2 separate regions of the Rattus norvegicus genome follow, and region 2 is linked to region 1. Evidence: chromatin contacts called from public Hi-C data. All regions are on one chromosome and are shown on one strand. The core of a region is the stretch at or near the end of the contact, and the rest is flanking DNA. Distances in the headings are between cores, read along the strand shown. Region 1 overlaps Itga9 (integrin subunit alpha 9). Region 2 overlaps Itga9 (integrin subunit alpha 9).

Region 1 (6,313 bases), core at 2,312-4,811:
GGACACCGGACAAGCTCCACGCTCCTGCTCCAAGAGCTGCAGATTCCAAACCCTGGCTCAGTGAGGACTTGAGCTATCCTTTGACTCCAGCACCCATGAAACAGGACAAAGCTGACCATCCCAGGATATTAGATACGCAGGCCTTGGGATAGAACGCACCACTGTGAGGCTTCTTCCCAGAGGAGAGTTAGGAGCCTCCTGGGATAAAGAAAACTGGCCCTGATCCCCTTGCTCTGTCCCAGAGGCTACCTTCTTCTTGGGGTCTCACTCATCCAGTCACCTCCCCACCACTCAGAGGTCATGATGACTAATTACCTTCCCCGCCACTGCTCGGTGAGGCAGAGAGATTGGCAAACAAGCCTGGGGCATGGTACAGCTGGTGTCTGAAATCCTCAGTGGACTTCAGCCAAGGCTCATGGACACTGTCACTAATTAAACACCAGAGGCCTGGTATCAGGCCCCATGGGAAAAGTCTATCTTAATTCCCACTCCAGAACCTGAGGGAGCCCCGAGGACTACACACACACACACACACACACACACACACACACACACACACACACACACATCCCTGCAAAGAATTATCTCTTCCCAGATTAACCCTGGAAGGTATGTTTTTGCTTCTATAGGGGTTGTTGCTCCTTGCTGGGATATGAATGGGGCTAAGAGTGAGGCCCTCATCCAGGAGCCTCGCCATGTGACTCTGCAGGATCTTGTCTGGATCCATTCCCACTCCTTCAGCCCCTCCATGATGAGCCTCAAATGTAGCATTCCCTCACTGGCTGTGAGGACTAAGGGAGTCCTTTCCCACGAAGGCTACACTCACTGCCTTGCTCAGTCACACAGGGAGGTTGGCCAGCCCTTGGATGCTCTAACTCAAATCCATAATGACACTCAGAATCAAACCCAAGAGGAAAGCCACACAAAGGGATAATCCCCCACCCCCTCTCCTCAGGGGCTGAGCCTGAGCCACTGGAGCAACTCAAAGAGCCTTCCTTAGAGGACCCGTTGTTTTCACAGGTGAAAAGAATTATCAGGTTGACAACTTAAAACAGCTAAAGCGTCACAGCCTGCCTTGTCAAGCCCTGGGGGCGAGGGAGTATAAATGTAAAACCCTTGTTCTGGGTCCTAAGCCTCCCACAGACTCACGTTTCCCATCAGCCCAGTAAAGGACCATTTGTAACTCATTTTACAGTAGGGGCCGGGTGTCGCTCAGTAGCAGAGCGCCTGCCGGAGGCGTTGGGTAACATCTCCAGCACCGCGCACCAAAAATAAAATAAAGAAGTTTCCATTGCATCCAGCCGCCTTCTGTACACATATCCTTCTACCATAGAGGAGTTCCGTCTCACCCAAGAAGCATCTGTGATGGAAACAGGGGCGCATGTCTGGTCAGGGTGCAGAGAGGGGAGGGCTGAAGTGCTCAGTCAGAAATGAATGTCTCTATCACAGCCCCATGCTCCTGGGGGCCAGGGAGGATCTAGGATTGGGGCTGGAAAGAGTCTAAGAGGAAGGTCAGGGGGCTGCTGGGAAAAGGTATGTTCTGAAAATAAGGGAAAGGTTATGCCCAAGAACTCAGAGCACCTGTCCCTGCCAGCACAGTGCTCAGGAGTGGCGAGCCAGTCAGCACGCCCAGCGTGGGTAGGGGAGGGACTCACAGGCCACACCCCTCGACCGGAGCTATTGGCCAAGGATGGCTACTGAGGAGTGGAGGAAGAGAATCAATTTTCTTCAAGGATCTGACTGACCCCTGGTTGGTTGCTGGCGACCTAGTGAATAGACCTACAGCCTCATTGAACATATGGGAAGCACCCGACTCAGTGGAATATATATATTTGTGTGTGTGTGTGTGTGTGTGTGTGTGTATGTATATATATATGTATATATATATTTGTATATATATTCTTTTTAAAGAAAAGGGGATGGTCATGGTGGCACATGCGTTTAACCTCCTCAGAGAGGAGACAGGCAGGTGGATCTCTGGAACTTTAAAGCCAGTCTGGTCCACTTCCAGGACTGTCAGCTATGTAAAGAACCTGTCTCAAAATAAATATAAGTAAATTTAATTTAAAAAAAAATAAAAAGAAAAGAGAGAGAGGGGAACTGAGAAGGAGGGGAAATGGGGAAGAGGGAAAATGGGTAGGAGGGGTCCAGGAGGAGTAGGACCATGGAGTGAGGGGTAGATATGAGCAAATGTGTTGTAGAGAAGTATTCTCCCAGGATGAATAGCTTTGAAGTCACAATAAGCAAAGAAGAGAGAGAAACCCGCGGCCCACAGGAGTCAGGAAGTGGCTAACAGGAAGCAGCAGCCTGTGAGTCCACCATGTCCCCAGCATTAACACCACAACCCTAGAACCATCCGATGGTCCCACTCCTTCCAGTTCAGACACATTCCCGATTTGCCAGGCAGGAAGGAGCCTGGCGAGCAGAATTCTCAGATAGCTGCTTCTTCAAACCCAGAGCCAAGGCTTGTGGGTAAAATGTCTGTCAGCGTCTAAAGCAGAGAAGGGACTTGCTGGGCTCTAATGCTCTTCCAGGCCTGAAGTGCGCGATGGCTCGAATGGCAGCTGTGATTCAAAGCCTGCTAGCATCCCCTGGTTCATGCTTCCAACCAGCAGGTCCCACAAGAAAAGTTTCCTCAGATCCCGTGATGTGAGCTAAAGGAGACACGTGTGTCTAGGCACGTGCCTGACACACACGGAGAATGGCATATTGGAGAATGTGCTTGCCTCTGTGTTTACAGAACACTGTGGCTGCCTTGGCAGCCCAGTGCTGGTTCTTGACCTAGGCCACGGTCCAGCATGACAGCTACAACGGGCCAGCCTTAGAGTGTGGCTTGTCTGAAGCTGGTTCAGCTGGCTGCTGGCCAAGTGTATCCTGAGACACGAAGATCTCGGCAGCTCAGAGTTCGGAGTGTACCACTGAAAGGATGCCACCTGCCACCTTCAGTTTCTTTCCTTGTCCTCTGAGTTACAGAAGTACTCGAGACATTCTCATGTCACTCCAGAGAAGACTATGTCTTTCCTCTGCACAGGTGTGGTCCCATGCGAGCACCTATAAGATGCTAACATTACTCCCATTTCACAGATGAGATGTAGGCAGTCAAGGCTGCTCCTGAAACTTGCCCTAGACCCTACCTGCCTGGCCGCAGCATGTGCCACATAGCAGCATGTACCAACCCCGCTTCTGCTCAGTAGGAGGGAGGAAAAAGAAACCAGCAGGTACCCAGCACCCTCTCTGCTGCGAGCTAATCTAGTGTATGACCACACCCAGGGAAGCCTAAGGAAGCTCCATGGGAACTCTGAGGTTGGAACTTGGCTCTTGAGTCTGTAACTTAAAGACTGAGGTTTGATCCATAAAGAATGACTTTTTATCCTCCCTCGGGCTCACAGAATGGAAGAGGTGAACTCCAGCCCTGGCCTTGGTTTATTAGACACTGACGATGCCAGCATGGTGCTAACCAAAGGTCTGCCTCCCTGGTAAATGGCTCACAAGCCTCTCCGGCAACATGTGCCCATCTGTTTAGCCACCAGCCACATCGAGGATCACAGGAGCCTGGCTCCTGACCAAGGCAAATCCAACCAGGCAACTTCTTGTACACATTCCACACAGGGAGGCCAGGTTAAGGTGCTGTCCCCAATAGTGGGGGCTTCTGAGCCCAGAGTCCACATCCAGAGGTGCTCTTTCTCCTATCCCTTTGACTGTTTCCTAGAAGGTAGAGACATGCTTCCCAACGTAGCTACAAATGAGACCCAATACAAAAGCATAAACTTACTTTAAATAGGCTGAGATGTGTGCATGTGTGCATGTGTGCATGCAGGTTTGTGCCTGTGGGGACCGGAAGTTGACTCTCCTCTCACAGGTCAGTTCCTTGGAGAGCAGGTATCAGGGTCTAGGCTGAGACAGAGCTGCCTTCCTAGGGAAAGCCTGGAAGTAGCCATGCCTCTCGGCTCCCTCCCTCCTCCCCTCCCTCCCCACAGACGCCACAGCGGCCATACCAAATTACAGCCGTTTTTTGAGAACAATGTGTGGGGATTACAAACTTCCAATCCATTAGCTTTGTTTTCATGCAGTTGATTCCAAACCAACGAGTCCCCCCGGGACCCGTGTTCCAGTTACAGGAACGCAGCTTAATCAGTGTGTATCCACTGCAGAGAACCCCCGGGAACTGCTGCCTGCCTCGCACTAGACACAGAGTGGAGGACCATGCTGGAGCCCTCCGACCAGACTGCAGGCTTCACCTCAGAGGGAGAAGGCAAGTGCTCACCACTAGGAGCCATGAACCAGAAATGCCTCAAGAAGTCCCTCAACTTTCAGGAAACCAAGGGTGCAGGTGATTTAGCAGTGGCCTTGCTGGGCACGTTCCACTAACAGGTCCACTTGGGTTGTTTGTGAGTGTGTGTACATGGTGGTGTGTCTGTGTGTGCAGGCAAGCATGCACATGTGTGAAGAGGTGTGTCTGTGTGTGCAAACAAGCATGCACATGTGTGAAGAGGTGTGTCTGTGTGGGTAGATAACTATGCACATGTGTGAAGAGGTGTGTCTGTGTGTGCAGGCAAGCATGCACATGTGTGAAGAGGTGTGTCTGTGTGTGCAGGCAAGCATGCACATGTGTGGGAGTGTGTCTGTGTGGGTAGATAAGTATGCACATGTGTGAAGAGGTGTGTCTGTGTGTGCAGGCAAGCATGCACATGTGTGGGAGTGTGTCTGTGTGGGTAGATAAGTATGCACATGTGTGAAGAGGTGTGTCTGTGTGTGCAGGCAAGCATGCACATGTGTGGGAGTGTGTCTGTGTGGGTAGATAACTATGCACATGTGTGAAGAGGTGTGTCTGTGTGTGCAGGCAAGCATGCACATGTGGAGGTGTGTCTCTGTGTGAAGGCAAGCATGCACATGTATGCATTCATTTTGGTGCTCATTTGTGTGTTCAGAGAAGCAGGGACATATGTATATAGTAGTGTGTCTGTGTATGCAGGCAAGCATGCACATGTGTGAAGAGGTGTGTCTGTATGTGTAGGTAAGCATGCACATGTATGTGTTCATCTGTGTGTTCAGGAAAGCAGGCACATATGTGTGTACATGGTAGTGTGTGTTCATGGAAGTGTGCACATATGTGTGTACATGGTAGTGTGTGTTCATGGAAGTGTGCACATATGTGTGTACATGGTAGTGTGTCTGTGTGAGGAGGTAAGTGTACATATGTGTGTGATCATTTTGATGTGCCTATGTGTAGACAGCATGCACATGTGTGAGTATACATGTATGCATCAGAGGTCAGTGTCGGGTGTCTTCCTCAATCTCTCTCCACTTGTTTTTGAGACAAGGTCTCTTGCTGAACCTGGAGATTGCTGATTTATCTAGAATGGCTGGCCAGCGAGCCCTGGCATCCCTTGCCTCTGGCTCCTTAGCCCAGGGATTGCAGGACTGTGCCATACTGTGCTGCCTTTCGTAAGTGTTAGGAATCAAACTCGGGTCCTCATGATTGCACAGCAGTGTCTCCCGGAGTCAAGCGTCCTCAGGCCTTTTCCATTTGTGGAGACAGAGTCTTCTTCTGTACATTAGCCTGGTCTTGAGCTTCTACCTAGCCAAGGATGACCTCGAACTCCTGGTCCTCATGCCTCTACCTCCCGAATGGTGAGATCACAGACGTAGACCACCAGACCTGGCATACACAGTGCAGAACCTGTACAAGCACTCTACCATATCAACCATATCCCTGGCCTTCCCCTCTGTTGTCTACACTTTGTGGCCCAATTACTCACAATAACATATGAGATGCACAGACCAAATTCTCCCTCCACCACTGACAAGCTGTGAGACCTCCGATGTGTTTCTCGACCACTCTGAGCCTCGGTTTTCCTCTGCTATAAAACGGGACTCTTGCGAGGTTTGGTCAAGAGAATGTTATAAAGCACCCAGTGTGGTGCCAGGGACAGAGCAGGTACTCGGGGCAGGGCTTAGATACCAGGTAGTACTGGGGCAAGCACTTAGACACCTCACTTGTCCCGGCTCCATGTGGAGTGCTGCCAAGGACAGCACCCCGGGAACTCATAGGCCCTTAGACCTCAGCTCCGTTTTTCTGCTCACTCAGCAGCATCGATTCAGCCTTTCCGCTGACATCACAGAAATCCAGGGATGATGAGGGTGATTTCACCACCATTCACATTAGGGAAGCAACCGCTGTACTCCACCCTTCCTGAATCCCTGTCCTGTCCCACAGAACCCTGCAGTTCCTCCCACCGAAAGGTGATGGCTGCTTCCTCCTTTCTGACTCTTGCCTTGGCTGCTCGGATGGGAGGGGGAGTGAAGGGCTGAC
Region 2 (6,313 bases), core at 1,946-4,445, 130 kb before region 1:
AGCCCTGTCTGGGATCTTCTCCATCCTTCCAAACTCGGACCTCTGCCGTTCTGGGTTACCCCAGATATATTCGAAGATACGGCTATTGCTATATTCAGCGTAGCATAATTTTCTTTCAGGATACTAGAGCTTCTCTTCCCAGTTCTCCAAATCTCCCAGATGTGAAACACGGCAACAACGTTCCAGATCCTCTTCCGTGTCATCTTGGGGCACTCTAGGAGGTGCACGATTCACTGGGGGGGATTATCACTCCCTATTTACTCTAAACCATAGTCCGTGTGGTTCAAAAATCGAGGCTAATCTGTAGAACGCTGTTATGCCCTAAACGGTTTCCTTTCTCATGGAGTTTCATCTTATTGCCCTGTTCCCACCAAGTGGCTTTAAATACGCCTTAGATCTTAACTCTAACATAGGCCTTGTCTGACTGTTGCTTACCCTCCTCTTCTACCTACTGAAGCCTTTTGTGTACCACGGACTCCGTCAGGGTAATGATCTTCAAGCCCCGAGGGTCTGGTGTTACCTCTCCTCTTGGACTCCTGGCACTGCCTGGACCTTGGACTATGTGGAGTCGCACGCTGCTTTAGACAGACCCATGGTTGCTTTATGACCTCTCCTGTTTTAACCATTGTCTGTCCTTAGATCACCCTGTCAGTGCTCAGCAAACACAGCAATCCCTCTGGTGCTAAAAGGGGCCAGGCAGGCTGCTGGAGCATCATCAAATTAATACAAATATTTTCCAGAACGGGTTGGTTGGGAACCGGTGATCACCATCATTCGATTTGCAGGTGCTGTTTTATGAGACGGGCTCTGCACCACGCAGGTGCGGACAATGACTCGGTTGGCTCTTCTTGGAGGGGAGGAATCCACTCATGTGTAGGTGGGAGACAGAGGCATTCTGCAGCTTGTAACTTGGCAGGGTTGCGCATGGCAGTGTGATGGCTCTATGGTCCTGATGGCTGTCTTGCAGGCCCTTGCCTTCCTTCCAAACAAGCAGCCATCTGATTCCTGCCCTATTTCAATGCAAAGTCCACAGACAGCACAAAACAAACTTCTTTAACAGTGACTTCCCCTTCTGAAAACTCTGAACTACTGTCCCCACTGCTCCCTGCTGTCCATAGTCTGAGTGAGAGAGGTGGCCGAAGTTGAGAGGTCTAGGAATGAGGCCTCCAATCTTTCCTTACTTTCCTTAGGTTCCCCAAGGCAGAGATTTGAGCCCCACCTTGTAGGACACAACAGCAAGAAGCTGTCAGTCTGACTTTGACACTCCCACATCAAAGTGTCTGTAAGTCCCTGTTCCGGTGGCCAGCTGTTAGCCCAGACCTCAGGCAGCCCCAGGGCTCTGACCTCAGGCTTCTTGGCACCATTGGCCCCCATGAGCCCATGGGTGGTAACAACAACCTGGACTGACTGACCCACTGGCTCACTGGCCGAGTGGCTCGTGGCTACAGCCCCCGTCTTGCTTTTACTGGCTCCCATTTCTGGGAATTTCTGAGTCATGCCAGCTTTCAGTCCTTCTTGGCATCACATGCCCAGAGTAACAAATCTGAGACCAAAGAGAGCAAAGGGAACTTTATCAGGGCAAGCACATCCTTCCCACCAAGACAGTGGGTTGGGATGTCAGACTTCCTGCTTCTTCCTGGCCACTGGGTATGTATTTCCCCCTCTGAATCTTCCTGAGATGAACTTTGTACTTGGGAACTGATGGGCAGATCCCATCAGGTGTTAGACACATCAGCATTTTCCTGAACTACCCCTCCCTGGGATCAGCAGAAAGGACACAGCATCATTAGCCACCTTTTCCTGTAGGTTCCTGCATTCATGACAAAGTTCTCTAGCACCAGGCTGCAGGGGCCAGTGGCCAGACTGAACATTTCTGTTTCATATCTTCTCCCTTCTTGGAAGCTCCATCCCTCCGAGACAGCGTTACCCACTCGTCTGCCTACTAGAGACCTATTTCCCCTCACTGTTCCACACAGGCTCTATTGCCGAGGTCTGGCCAATCCTGCTTCCCTGTCATCTTGCAAGGATATCTGTTCTTCATCTCCTAGCCCAGTACCATGGCGCTATATGAATGAGCTGGCTGTCCAGCTTGAGCCAAATTTTCCAGGCTCTCTTGAGGCCAGCTGTGATGAAATCGTCCTTGACGGAGAGAGAGTGGAAGGCGTATGGATCATGTCTAGAGAAGCATGCCTTCCCTCTGTCCCCAGGGAGCCAAAGACTGGAAGCCTGGAGTGAATGGTAGAGCTAGCAATGGAAGTATACAGAGTCCCCAAGTCCCCTGTGGAGTAAGCGACTTCCAGTGAGGAATAGCCCTGCTTGACTGACATATCAACACCTCGGCTTGTTCTACCAGCCACTCTGGAGCTAAATGGGTAAATACAAAGTTGCTTTATTGCTAATTAACTAGCACAGTGAGCAGAGGAACAATGGAGAAAAGATACATCTTCGGTTGCATAGAGAGGAAGGATACAAGCCAGAATAAATGTATCATCTCCCAGCACGAGGATGTAAGATAGGAGCCACAAAGGGAGCCGTCTCTGCAGCCCACCCCAATCCATCCATGACTAAGTCAGGGTTTCAAACCCCTCTGTGCTTACTCCTCCTTTTAGGGTCTAAGACAAGTTAAACCTTGAGCTTCCCTTTGTTCATACCTGACAAAGCAGCTCGCCTTGGACCCAGACAAGGTTCCAGAGACTAAGTCAAGGAACTTCAGGATTGGAGTCTGGCAAAAGGTGGTTCTGAGGTCAATAGTGCTGGGGAGAGCAGGCACCTGGTGACACAGGACAGAGGCCAGCAGAGAGGAAAGGGCCAGGAACGTTTTTCAGGATCCTGCCAGGGCTCAAACAATTATATGCAGGATTTTTGCTAAAGTGCAGATGGGGGTAGAAGGCATAGGATTTATACAAAGGGATGTCTAAACCCCAGGGTCTATGGCTTAGGAGAATGGAGCAGTTCTACAGCAAATCCAAGACAGGCCCCCGTGAAGAAATTATCCTCCTGACTCAATTCTAGCTGCTTGCCAACTTTCTCTATGGGCTATTCCTACCTTCCCTCTCCCCCCATACCTCCTCCCCCTCCCCTCTGCACCTCTTCACCCCCAGCAGGACATAGAAGCAGGTTGAATACACAGCCAGGAGTATACTAGCTCCCTCTCAGGCACGGCTAGGAGTCCTGTGCACTGGAGTCTGTGCATGCCGGTGGGAATCATTCCATCCCTGGTTACATAACCGCCCAGCGACAGCCAAAGTCTGAACTGATGATTACCATGGAAAAAGCTCCAAAAAATAAATTCCAGGGGCATTAGGCAAGTGGTCCTTTTAAATAAACAATGGCTTTCATTTTAGCACAGACAGAATGCAGAGGTAGGAGAGGAAAGGCGGGCTGGGAAGAGAGTGGATCTGTCCGGAATCACAATTCTGTCACTTTGTAGAGCTCAGATCCCACAAAGGCCAGGATTTGGGGGCCAGGGCAGGACAGTTCCTTCAGGTCAGCACTGTCCCATACCACATTGCCTCTCCACCAGTGGCCTTCTAGGGCCCGCCCACCTGTAAGGAGGACAGCTGTACTTGGAAACAGACCCAGAAGAGCTTCCCAGCCCCAGACCAATGCCAAAGAACAGGGTGGGTATCTCTTGGAACGGATCCTGGCTGCTGGTCACATCATAGTTCTAAGCAGAACTGAGCTGGTGTGGTCACAGCTCAATAGTCCAGATCGATGACAAGCACACACTGTAACAATGCGTTTTCAGAATGAACCCTGAAATACTGGGAACCAGTTGGCAAAAGAGAACCCAGCCCTCCTTCCTGTTGGCGGCACACACACACACACACACACACACACACACACACACACACACACAGCTGGACTCCACCCTAATCCTCCACCCAGCCCTGAAACATCTTCCTCCCATCTTCCTGTCCTCTGTCATCACTCAGCAAGTCAGGAGAACAGGGGCCCAAGTGGCCTGAGGACAGGCCCTGGCTCACAGGACCTGTCTAGCCAAAAAGCAAGGCTCATAAAACGATGGCCTCCTCAAAAGTGAAGGAGAGCACCTACAGCTTCCAGGGATGAGTGGATGCCTCTTGACTAGACATCCATATATACATGCCTGACTGTATCCCTGGACTGTCTATGTGTGCCTGGGAGGCCACCGTAGTCTGACATGGAGTCAGATTGCAACTGTGAAGGAGGAGCGAGCCAGGAGCCGGATGCCCAAAACTGATTTGTTTGTGCACTCAGCTCTCAGGAGCCTGAGAGCTCCAAGTTTGATTTTGGCCTTCTGGTCTGTCAAGGTGACCTCAGATACGGTGCATGAGCCTCTGCTCGCTCCTCTGTCCCATTGTGAGGTGGAGGTCACTAGTCTTGCTCCCAAAGCTGCTTCGAAAACTGGAGTAGCACTGATGAACCACAGGCTCTTAGTACAGGGTCACCATCACTGCTAGGCGTCATCATGGAAACTTCAGGCAAACAGTGCTGGATACCTTGCAGGAACTAGCGACTGGAGGATTAATGGATGAGAATGTGGACGGGCACAAGCACAGATGGATGGACGATGGGCACACAGATGGGTACTTTAATGTCCATCACAAAGTATACAGCCCTCAGAAACTGTCTTTCCGGCACCGATTCATCGAGAACTGCCCCTTGAAGTGAAACGTCAAGTACCACAATATAAAACTGCATTTGTCTTTCAGAAAGAAAAACAGGATCAAAAGCCTTGGAACCCGGTCCTGAAGTTGAGACTTGGTACTTCACTTTTTTAGAGCAGCTCCCTGAGTTCTCAGCAAGGGACACAAGCTTATCCCTAGAGGGCACTTCTTGGGGCTCTCTGTCCTGAGAGTCTCAAAGACACACCATGGCCTAGGGTCTACTCTGGAACATAGAGATGAATTTTGGTCTAGGAATTATTAGTGCAAGTTAACAGAGGCTTGGGTTTTGGTCGTTAACATTGAAATGCAGAACGATAAATATGCTGCCTCCCCTCATATGATGTCATATCGTCTGATGTCCCATATATGGTGCCAAACATGCTAAGTGATACAACAATGAATCAGCTTCCACCAAGGAGCCACCATGGATGGAGGTACCATGTCAATAAACAAGCACATGGCACCACAGCCCCTATTCCTGCAAGCCCTTAACCTTACGTTGTTCATGCCGTGCTGCCATAGACTGTGGAGAAAGGTATAAGAAGGGGTGCGGCTCGGGCATGGGGAGAGAGTAGGGGTGCAACTCAGGCATGGGGAGAGAGTAGGAGTGTGGCTTGGGCACGGGAAAAGAGCATAGGAGAATTGAGCATCACAAACAGCAAGGGCAGTCGACAGCCTCAGAGGACTCAGCCAGATGCACAGTAAGTTTGCAGGCCAGCCAGGCTGCCCAGCAACTGATTGAAATTCAGTAATATTCCCAAATGTATTGAATATGGTTTAAAAGATGCTTCCCACTGTCTTAGTCACCGTTCTATTGCTGTGAAGAGACACCATGACCAAGGCAACTTTTATGAAGGACAGCATTTAACTGGGGCTGGCTCACAGTTTTAGGGATTTAGTCCATTGTCATCATGGGAGGGAGCATGGTGGTGGGGACATCGTGGGCATAAGGAGGAGAGAGGAAGGGACGGAGAGAGGGAGGGAGGGAGAGAAAGAGAGAGGGGTGGGAGAGAAAGGGAGAGAGAAAGGGAGAGAGAGAAAGGTGGAGAGAGAGAAAGGGAGAGAGGAAGAGAAAGGGAGGAGAGAGAGAATGGGAGAGAGGGAGGGGGGAGAGAGAAAGAGAGAAGACTCATATACACAGACAGAGAGGAGACAGAGGACAGAGAGGACACACACACACACACACACACACACACACACACACACAGAGAGAGAGAGAGAGAGAGAGAGAGAGAGAGAGAGAGAGACTTTAAAAGCACTTTAAAACCTCAAAGCCCACCCTGCAGTGACACAAATCTTCCAGGTAGGCCACATCTCCTAATCCTTTTAATCCTATCAGATTATTCTACTCCACAGTAAGGAAGCATTCAGATATGTGGGCCTATGAGAATCATTCTTATTAAAAACCACCACAGACCCCCAAACTACACACACCTCAGAACTTAAGCAGAATGCATTTGACAGTGAATGCTACAAAACTATCTGGTCTTGGTGATTAGACATTTCCATCAGAAATTAGGCACAACTTTTGACAACTGCTACAGAGAGGAAACATTCTTTTTTTTATGATTTATTTATTTATGTATATGAGTACACTGCAGCTGTCCTCAGTCACACCAGAAGAGGGCATCAGATCCCATTACAGATGGTTGTGAGTTACCATG

The links. Hi-C and Micro-C count contacts between places; a contact is called where the count stands out from the background.
Region 2: a contact with region 1 is called in a Hi-C map of liver, with 3 times the contacts expected there. The contact joins two enhancer-like sites. A contact is called at or near these places in 2 of 12 Hi-C or Micro-C datasets (kidney and liver).

Annotation. Positions count from the first base shown.
Region 1 is chr8:127,196,294-127,202,606 of GRCr8, reverse strand. The region is part of intron 1 of Itga9 (integrin subunit alpha 9); the gene reads right to left. Among named protein-coding and RNA genes, the nearest start is that of Itga9, 14 kb to the right of the region's middle. Within about 2 kb of position 3,561, at least 12 of the 93 cell types and tissues checked have an H3K27ac peak or open chromatin away from gene starts, as enhancers often do. A contact at or near this core is called in liver, where this site is marked.
Region 2 is chr8:127,321,708-127,328,020 of GRCr8, reverse strand. All of the region lies in intron 15 of Itga9 (integrin subunit alpha 9), which reads right to left. Among named protein-coding and RNA genes, the nearest start is that of Trnaa-ggc2, 66 kb to the right of the region's middle. Within about 2 kb of position 3,195, at least 23 of the 93 cell types and tissues checked have an H3K27ac peak or open chromatin away from gene starts, as enhancers often do. A contact at or near this core is called in liver, where this site is marked.